Regions from separate parts of the Mus musculus genome. Here region 2 is linked to region 1. Evidence: chromatin contacts called from public Hi-C data. All regions are on one chromosome and are shown on one strand. Each heading gives the region's core, a stretch centred on a gene start, on an enhancer-like site or on the middle of the called end of the contact. The rest is flanking DNA. Distances are from core to core; before and after follow the strand shown.

What was found. A called contact is a pair of places that touch in the nucleus more often than the background predicts.
Region 2: a contact with region 1 is called in a Hi-C map of the N1E-115 cell line, with 3 times the contacts expected there. The contact joins two enhancer-like sites. A contact is called at or near these places in 1 of 15 datasets of contacts at CTCF or cohesin (pro-B cells), 3 of 484 Hi-C or Micro-C datasets (the N1E-115 cell line, cumulus cells and embryonic stem cells) and 1 of 115 datasets of contacts at active chromatin or transcription factors (large pre-B cells).

Annotation. Positions count from the first base shown.
Region 1 is chr12:41,110,278-41,114,550 of GRCm38.p6, reverse strand. Immp2l (IMP2 inner mitochondrial membrane peptidase-like (S. cerevisiae)) reads right to left here. Exons shown (of 7, transcript NM_053122.4): 4 at 3,608-3,711. Among named protein-coding and RNA genes, the nearest start is that of Immp2l, 88 kb to the right of the region's middle. Within about 2 kb of position 2,435, at least 7 of the 459 cell types and tissues checked have an H3K27ac peak or open chromatin away from gene starts, as enhancers often do. A contact at or near this core is called in the N1E-115 cell line, where this site is marked.
Region 2 is chr12:41,629,378-41,633,650 of GRCm38.p6, reverse strand. All of the region lies in intron 5 of Immp2l (IMP2 inner mitochondrial membrane peptidase-like (S. cerevisiae)), which reads right to left. Among named protein-coding and RNA genes, the nearest start is that of Gm40412, 24 kb to the right of the region's middle. Within about 2 kb of position 2,415, at least 2 of the 459 cell types and tissues checked have an H3K27ac peak or open chromatin away from gene starts, as enhancers often do. A contact at or near this core is called in the N1E-115 cell line, where this site is marked.

The sequences.
Region 1 (4,273 bases), core at 1,186-3,685:
TATTCTTTCTGAGAAACTGTGATTCCTATGTAAGCCTATTGCAGTAAGGCCATCACACAGGTTAATAAAAAGTCAATTCCAAGGTATAGAAAATCCACCTTAAGCACTACTATTAGACTGCAAATCCATTAAGAGAGTACAGTGCCACCTACATATATTCAGTAACACTAAGAGCTTAATGACAGCATACTGTGCCTAGCCTTTCATGTGACTCAGTAAATATTCCTTCTGAATTAACATAACTGAATCATATGCTTAAACAATAGCTCCACTAGGATACCTAATCATAAGGAAAAAGACAGGAAAAGATTTAAAAGAAGATGTAAGGAGGCACGCTCCAGGGCGTATCTGCTCCCTTCTTAAACACCAGCCTCCCGGGAAACAGCATTGGTCAACACACTCTCAACCGAACCTCATGCAGGACAAGCTGCTCTGTTCTACCATGTGATGTGAATTTGCTCTTAGACACGGTAAACGAAGAGAATATTTCATTGTGATTCATAAGGTACATTTATTCACATGTGATTTCTGTCCCCAATCATTAACACTTTCCTCATTATTAACAGCAGCACAAGGCCAAGTATAAGCAAGCTCAGGAGGAGTCAAGGTCATACTGTCGACCCTTCTCAATGAAGCAGTTATCACGGGGTTACCTTGTTCTTTCTTCTCACACACACACACACACACACGCACACGCACACGCACACACACATATTACTATTGGCACATTTTGTATAGAACTTACACTCTTTTCTACTTTCAACTTCTAATGGTTAACAGCTTCTGTACTGTGTCCTTGAGGACTTCAGTCCTTTCCTTTATCATCTAACAACAGCCTACAGCCTACCTTCATCTTTTTGGTTTTAAATATAAACCCACATTCACAGTACTGTATTTTTAGATATTTTGTATCTTTTAAGTTATACTATAGATGTATATTACAGATAGATAGATAGGCAGACAGACTACAGATATATATATATATTGTAGATATCCAACATTGACCTCTCTGGCCTCCACATACATGGGCACACACATACACATAATCACATGCACACACAAATGAACATGCATACACATATCCATACAGACAAAACAAATCTCCATAAATATAAATGTAATATACTTACAATGCTATCTTACACACATTCTGAATATATGAAAGACTGTGTCAGAATTTTTTAAAATAAAACATACTATCTTGCCTCCAGAGATTATTTGTGTATTGATGAGACCTGTTAACAATAATTTGTAAGGAAAATGACAAATTATATTTTATATTCTTTTTAGAATGAACAAGAAAATATTCATTTCCATATTCATTTTATGTGTTTCGAAAAGAGAACATGTTCTGATGTAGCAGTGGAAAACAACGCCTTGTTAAAAAAATCACATAGTGGTGCTTTTGGTAAGGAAGCAATGTTTCATGACATGGATTAAATATATCGGTGAAAGTTTATCACACCGACATCAGTCTTTTTAAAAGAAGCAGTCTATAAATTGTATGAAAATATAAGGACAAATGTCTAGAAAGCACTATACTCATAAAACTAGATAGAAAATACTATAATACAAAATAGCTTTTATAGTACAACCTCAAGCTAAAGAATTGACTGCCAAACTCAGATTCTTTCTCAAACACAGCCAACAGTATCACATAATAATTATTCATGGTTCAATAATACAATGTGAACATTAAGCATTCTTCTACATAAATGAGGCCTGCTTATTGACAAAGCATACTAAATAAAGTATATGTCATCTCTACATGGAGAAGATATAGTACATAACTTACTCATTCAAAATCCACCTCACTTGCAGTTTCAATAATTTAACAATCCCAATTTGAATATAAATGTTCATTTAAATTAACTCATATAATAAATATCAATCAATATAACGTTTACCTAAAAGAGCTGTGTTTTCCTTTAGAAATAAATCATTTTATGTCAGGATGTGTTTATGGACTCAAAATCCTGAATTTCAAGAAGCCATCTCACAGTTAGTTTAATTTGAATTCCCTCTTCAAATTTGCCTGCTATCTAGTCAGCATGTTTTCCTAGGGGGAGAAAACCGCAGAGCTGTCCACTTGTAAGGTGACTTCTTTCACTTGGGTGGGTATCCTCTTCATCAACAACTAAGTGAGGATGTAAACTTGTCAAACCGAAGGCGTAAGAACAGTGTGCACATGATAAGTTTATCCCACGTGGAGGGGCTTATCAGGAGGTAGCAGAAACAGTGCACTGAACTGAACGACTCTCCAAAGACTAGATCAACACTAAAGAAAATTCTCAAAACCGAAGAAGCATTTAATTCCCATTCCTGGCTGTCTGCCATCAGAACTCCACTCAAATGTATTTATTTCATTAGCTATTAACAGGATGTAGGTAACAGGTTTTCAAATGAACCCTGGTAAGAGCAGTCTCGAAGAAGACACACTTACACAATATCTATGACCAGAGGCAAGCTGGTAAGGACGAGCAAGTTGATACTGGATTTTTATATGTATTAAAATTACCATCCAACAAGAAAAATCTCATTCCCCCTCATAAATAAAGAATAACTGGGAATTGGAAAGATTCTCAATAGTAGGTTTTATTGTCACAAAAAAATAAGCAACAATAACTCTATCGTATCAGTTGCTGCCCCGTGCACTGATTTCCGTAACAAGGTATCAGACTAGAACAGTTTTACAAACAACTGCAGCCAAGAGAAATTTGGCAAGTTCTACCACAGTCTTCTCTGTATAGATTTATTTTTAAAAACAAACAAAAATCTCTAAGCTAAACCACTACTCAAGCATGTGCAGGACTGTAGCCTATGTCTCTGTATCAGCTGTGCACACCTTGACATTCATTTTCTACAACCAACACTTGGGATGCAACTTCTATCCACACCCAGCATCATATTTTACAGAGAAACAGCGCCATCTTTTGATGCCAAACAAAAGCCCATAATACTAGCTTTTCAAACCTTTTTGTCAGGTAAATTCACAACATACACAACTGTCATTGCATTTTATATCATAACTATCATCTCCTAAGAGTGTTTTAATTCCAAAATTCATAAACAGCACAGAAGATTGCATACCAAGGCGCAAATATTACAAAATCATATCAAAAGCATCTACTTTGGATCAATAATATAATAATTTCTAATCACTATCTTTTAAACAAAACTTATCAATTATGTCATTCAACTTATATACATTAAATAAAAAATTTGTTCTGGCATTGCTGTTAGAAGTCAGGTGCTCCCTCAAGTCTGCACATGGTGACTCAGCCCCAGCAGGCATGTCATTACCAGCCGCCACCAAATGTAACCAGCATACTCTTCCAAAGGTCTCTGCCATCAGATGGCTCTCTGTCTCTCTCTCCCTGCCTCTTAGGTAAGATCTGTTGGGTGCTGTGATCTCTGTAGCATCCCTTGGCCCTTGCTGGCCAGGTACCGGTGCTACATGAAGCCTAACAGTTGCTATATCTCAATACTGATTATATTTAAGATACGCTCATTAATACCATAACTGGACAGATAGTATCAGCAGTAAATTATCAGCTAAGTCCAGAAAAACACAAAAACAAATACAGTAAGTTACTGAGTTACTTACACCAATGACACAATGTCACCACGCTGTACTTCAAAATTTCTCACTTTCCAGTGGTTCAAAAGTACCACATCTGAGGACTGGCTTCCTCCAGGATTCAAAGAAGGCTACAAAATAAGAAGAGATACATTTATCACTTGTAATATTTTTCAGTCTTTATGATGCAGTGTACTTCATAGCTTGAGAACAATTCAATAAAAAAAATCCTACTACTGTACAATTTTAAAGCAAGAACAAATGAGTTTTCAGACAGGCTAACTAGGATTCCTCAAAAAAATGGAAAATAATAATATTAATAATGTTACCAATATCTAATGCAAGGAAAATATATATGCTTGAAATGAAGTCTTCACTAAATTCTAGTAAAGAGGTACATAAAGCTACATGAAGAATAAAAACTCATGCAAACAGCGACTCGATTGTCCCAGGATAATATTCTGATGGGACCTACTCCAAATCATCATTCCATATGGAAAGCGAGGAAATAATCTAACGGCAACCAGCAAAACATCTGTATGAAGAACCACCTGGAGCAGAGCAATAGGGATGGGAAAAGCACTAGCATAGGGATTGCCACCCCTCTCTTTCCAAGAGCATGTCCAGGTCCCGGTCTAAGACTGTCCTGGAATTCAGACAATGTCGGTTGTGCCTGAGGATGAATGAAGTGAT
Region 2 (4,273 bases), core at 1,166-3,665, 520 kb before region 1:
CAGAGTAAACAGCAATCCTTTAAAGATATTGCCTGGCTATCTATGAAAATAAAACTGAAGTCCTTGCCTGGACCCACAAAGCTCTGGAAACCTGTAAAAGGGTTACCTCTAAAAATACCTCAACTTTCTTTGTTGTGTGTGCTGGCGTCTTGCAAGACCTTGAACTCTCACCTAATTTGTTTCCTCCTCAGGTTTGCATTGGTGAGTTCTTTGGTTTGATTATCTTTCATTTGCCCATGATGATTCACTGTCTCCTTCTTTTAATTTCCAAAACTTAGAGAAATTTGCAGTGAATCCCTTACCTAAAATCCACCTCTTTTTACTAACACCTCTCATATGTTCTTATCTTACCTGTGCATGTTCATGCATGTGCATGTAGACTCGCTCTCCATCCCCAACAACAGGCATGTATGCAAATGAAGGTTAAATGTTTCTTTTGTTCACTATGTCTCTCTAGTACCCATGTCAATGACCATTAAGTCGATGGAATTAAGGTTCACCAAGAGCATCCAATCTCTTACAATGATGCCATTTACAAAATTCATGCTTAAGAAACAAGCATATCAGTTATTTCGCATCATAAACTCAAAAATCATGTTTTCAGAATACAATTCTTTGTATTCTGTCCCACAGGACAGAAGGTGGACATACCTGCTCATGAACTGGTTAAATAACCAGATCATCCAACATTAATTTCAAAGGTTATATTGAAGTGTGTCTAAGCTTTTGAATTTAAAGTCTACTTTATCTGACATTTAAATAGATATCCTGTGCTGTCTCTGACTCTTTTGCCTACTACTGGGACCCTCCTCCTACTGGGTGGCCTAGTCCAGCCTTGATGTGATGGTATGTGCCTGGTCTTATTTGTAGCTTGTTATGCCATGTTTGGTTTATGTCACTGGAAGGGCTGCTCATTTCTAAGGGAGGGAGTGGATCTAGAGGAGAAGGGAAGTGGGGATAGAGACTTGGGGAAGGGAAGGGAAGAAACACTGCAGTCAAGATGTAATATATAGGAGAAGAATTTATATAAAAAATGGAATAAAAAGTGAATGCCTTCTGAGAAGTTAATTCTCAGTAGTATTGAAAAAATGTATAAAAACTTTCTGTATAGTTTTGGGGACTAATTAATTTTGATGTTTGGTGGTTTGAATATTCTTGGTCCATGGTAAATGGCCATACAAGGAAGTGTGGCTTTGTTGGAATAGGTGCGGCTTTGTTGGAGGAAGTATATCGCTGTGTAGGTAGCCTTTGGGGTCTCCAGCTCCACTCAGTATAGAAGAGAGCCTCTGCCTGGCTGCCTACAGAAGATGGTCTCTTTCTTCTGCCTGTGGATCAAGATGCAGAATCCTTGGCTACTCCAGCACCAAGTCTGCCTGCATGCTGCCATGTTTCCTCCCATGATAGACAATGGACTGCAATTTTTAAACTGTAAGCCAGTCCCAATTAAATGTTCTCTTTTCTAAGAGTTGCCTTGGTCATAGTATCTCTTCATAGCAATGAAACTCTAACTAGGGCACTATGTGATTTATTTATATTTATAATATCTTTTAAAATAAAAAAATAAAGCTTTCTGGGAGGGGAGCTAAAAATAAAAACAACCACAATTCTGTACTTTTATAACTAATATTTCCATTTTAGTCTATTTAGTCTGCAAAGATAAGTAGTATTTGTGAGCAAGGATGTTCTTCATAGCCTCTACAATTCAATAAAGCCAAGCTATTTCTGTAATTAAAAACAAAACGTTAAAAAGTTAATCTTCCTTAGGGAGTAGAGTCAAAGCCACTACTAAAGAGAACAGATTACAATGTCATTGAACTGAGACTTGAAAAGGTAGTGCTAAGCTAAGTGACTGCTAATTGCAATGCTCTGTCCTGGGATCCATCTCAGTATCTGTCATTCCACCCAACAAAACCCTTACAGTGGCTTTGTTTTAACTACAGGGTGCTTGCCAGGTCACTTGGCCTCTCTACCTGTGATGCTACACCAGAAAGGCCATCTACCCCAAATCAGCTGATCAGTTGGTTGACCAGCAGTCCATCTAATCCATACACCATAGCTCTGTCCCCTAGAGGGCATACTGAGACTTCCATCACATCATTGAGACATGAGGCACATCAAAAGAAGGCAGCAGGAAGCAATGGGACAAAGGTCAACTGAGAAAAATGGAGGCAATAGACAGAGCAATATGGATACAGGGTACAATGGACAGAATGAAACTAGAAGTCATAGTGTTACTCTCTTGCTATTCTTCAGGGAGCTGATTCTTGGGAACTGTTCCCCTTATTTTATGAGATATCTCCTCAGCAGGAACTCTAAAGAATACATTTTGTACATTTATAAGCGGAGGAAACTTAGCTAATAGAACACTACCTAGATAGAATACTGGGTTAAGTCTTTAACAGTGAACTTGACCTCTGAAAAGTTCGTACCTCCAGGCTGACCTCCGATTCTCTAGTTTTAAGTTAAAAATAGTCCATATATCATGGTATGTATACTAAAACCTAAAGGGGTTTGTTTGTTTATACTCTTTAGAAAATATCAAATTCTTCCCATGAAAGCAAATTCTGGAAAGTCACATTTGGTTTTAGTCTGCCTCCTAGGAAATTCAGTAGTATCCAAGGGAAAACAGGACTGAAAGGGCATGTCACACACCAGAGCCCTGGCTTGTCACAAGGGCACTGCTAGGCTAATGACCCCTGTGACTTACAGGAGCAACTTCCTATAAGCATTTTCAGATATGTAATTACCAGAAAGGGATCACAAACAGAAACAAGGAAGCTCATCAGGAAGTGTTTTCTTATCTCATTGTCTGGCCTTTTAACACCTATCAAGGCTGTTAGAAACCATTGTAGGTGTGTATTCTCTCACTAGTTTAATGTCTGAGAAGCTGAGATAACCAGGTGCTAAGGTTTGAAAAGAATAAAAAAGAAAGAAAAAGTAAGAAATGGGTTCTTCCCCACTGAAAGACATAAAGCAGTAAAGAATGGTTGTTTTTCTAATTAATTAACAAAAGGATTTTTGAAAAAGACTTTAAATTGGAAGGAAATCTTAGCTCTGAGTCCTTCCTCCTTTGTTTCACTCACTGCTCCATGATTGAGGTCTACAAACGGGGATGATAACTGGTGTCTGTTTGCAGTACTTCTTCTGCATGGGCTTCAACAGTATCCAGGAAGAAGGTGACTCCTACCCTGGTTAATCTCCTGCCTCAGCTCTGTCTGCCTCTGCAGTGTGAACCCAGTGTACACTTACAGAGTGAGGAGAGTAAAGCGTCATGTCTGCCCAGAGATCCACTGTAGAGTTTAATCTTGTGCAGACATCTCTAATGTCACATTGCTGACTGGCCAGCTGGTAATTCACAATGAGAAACAGCAAAGTTCCTTTTCAATTGTAATTTTAAAAGAATCCTGGTTCATTAACTGTCTTAATTTTATTTTATTACATGAATAATGTGTGTAATTTGATGAGTGTTTTAGTTTTGTAAGAATAGTTTTATTGACATGTAGTTCTTATAGTATATAAACAACCTCATTAAAATGTGCAACTCCATTTTTACATATCTAACTGTACAACTGTCAGCATGGTACCCTTTAGGATATCTCTATACCTCTTACAAACAAGCAAATAGCCCTGCACCCATTAAGAGTCCTATTCCCCTCTTCCATGCCTGTGGGAATCACTAACCTGTTTTTGGTTTTGTGCATTTCCCTATTCTGGCCATGTTTTTAAATAAAATCACAGTATTTTTCAGTGGTAAATGAGTCAGGAAACATTTTAAATGGTTTTGTAAATGTTTCTAATTCTTGGCTGGTGTAGAGAGAATAGCTGGGGTGCGGTGACTGCTTTTTTTATGCAGTCTATCACAATATCACACCTCTGGAAAGTTCCATCCTGCATGAACAATAGCAAAACAGTAAAATAAAACAAAACAAAAAGACAAATGGCATCCTTTGGTTATGAATAAAGTAGTTTTACTCTCACAGAACTGCAAAGGGGGTCTTGGGTGATCCTGCCAACATCTTTACACTGCTGATCTCAATTCTGCTCTAAAACTGACAGGGGCTCTTTCCATTTCGTTTGTTTTGTTTATATAATCATTAACACAAGTGTTTTTAGGATGGAGTTTTGGGTGGAAACAGAATCAGAAAACATCTTGAATACAATTTTCAAGGCATTTGACTACTATATTGTGTACACCTGGGTACACCTTACTTCAAGCAGGCAATCAGAATGAGATGCATCGTGCACTAATGGCTTTCTTGCCCATTCTCAAATA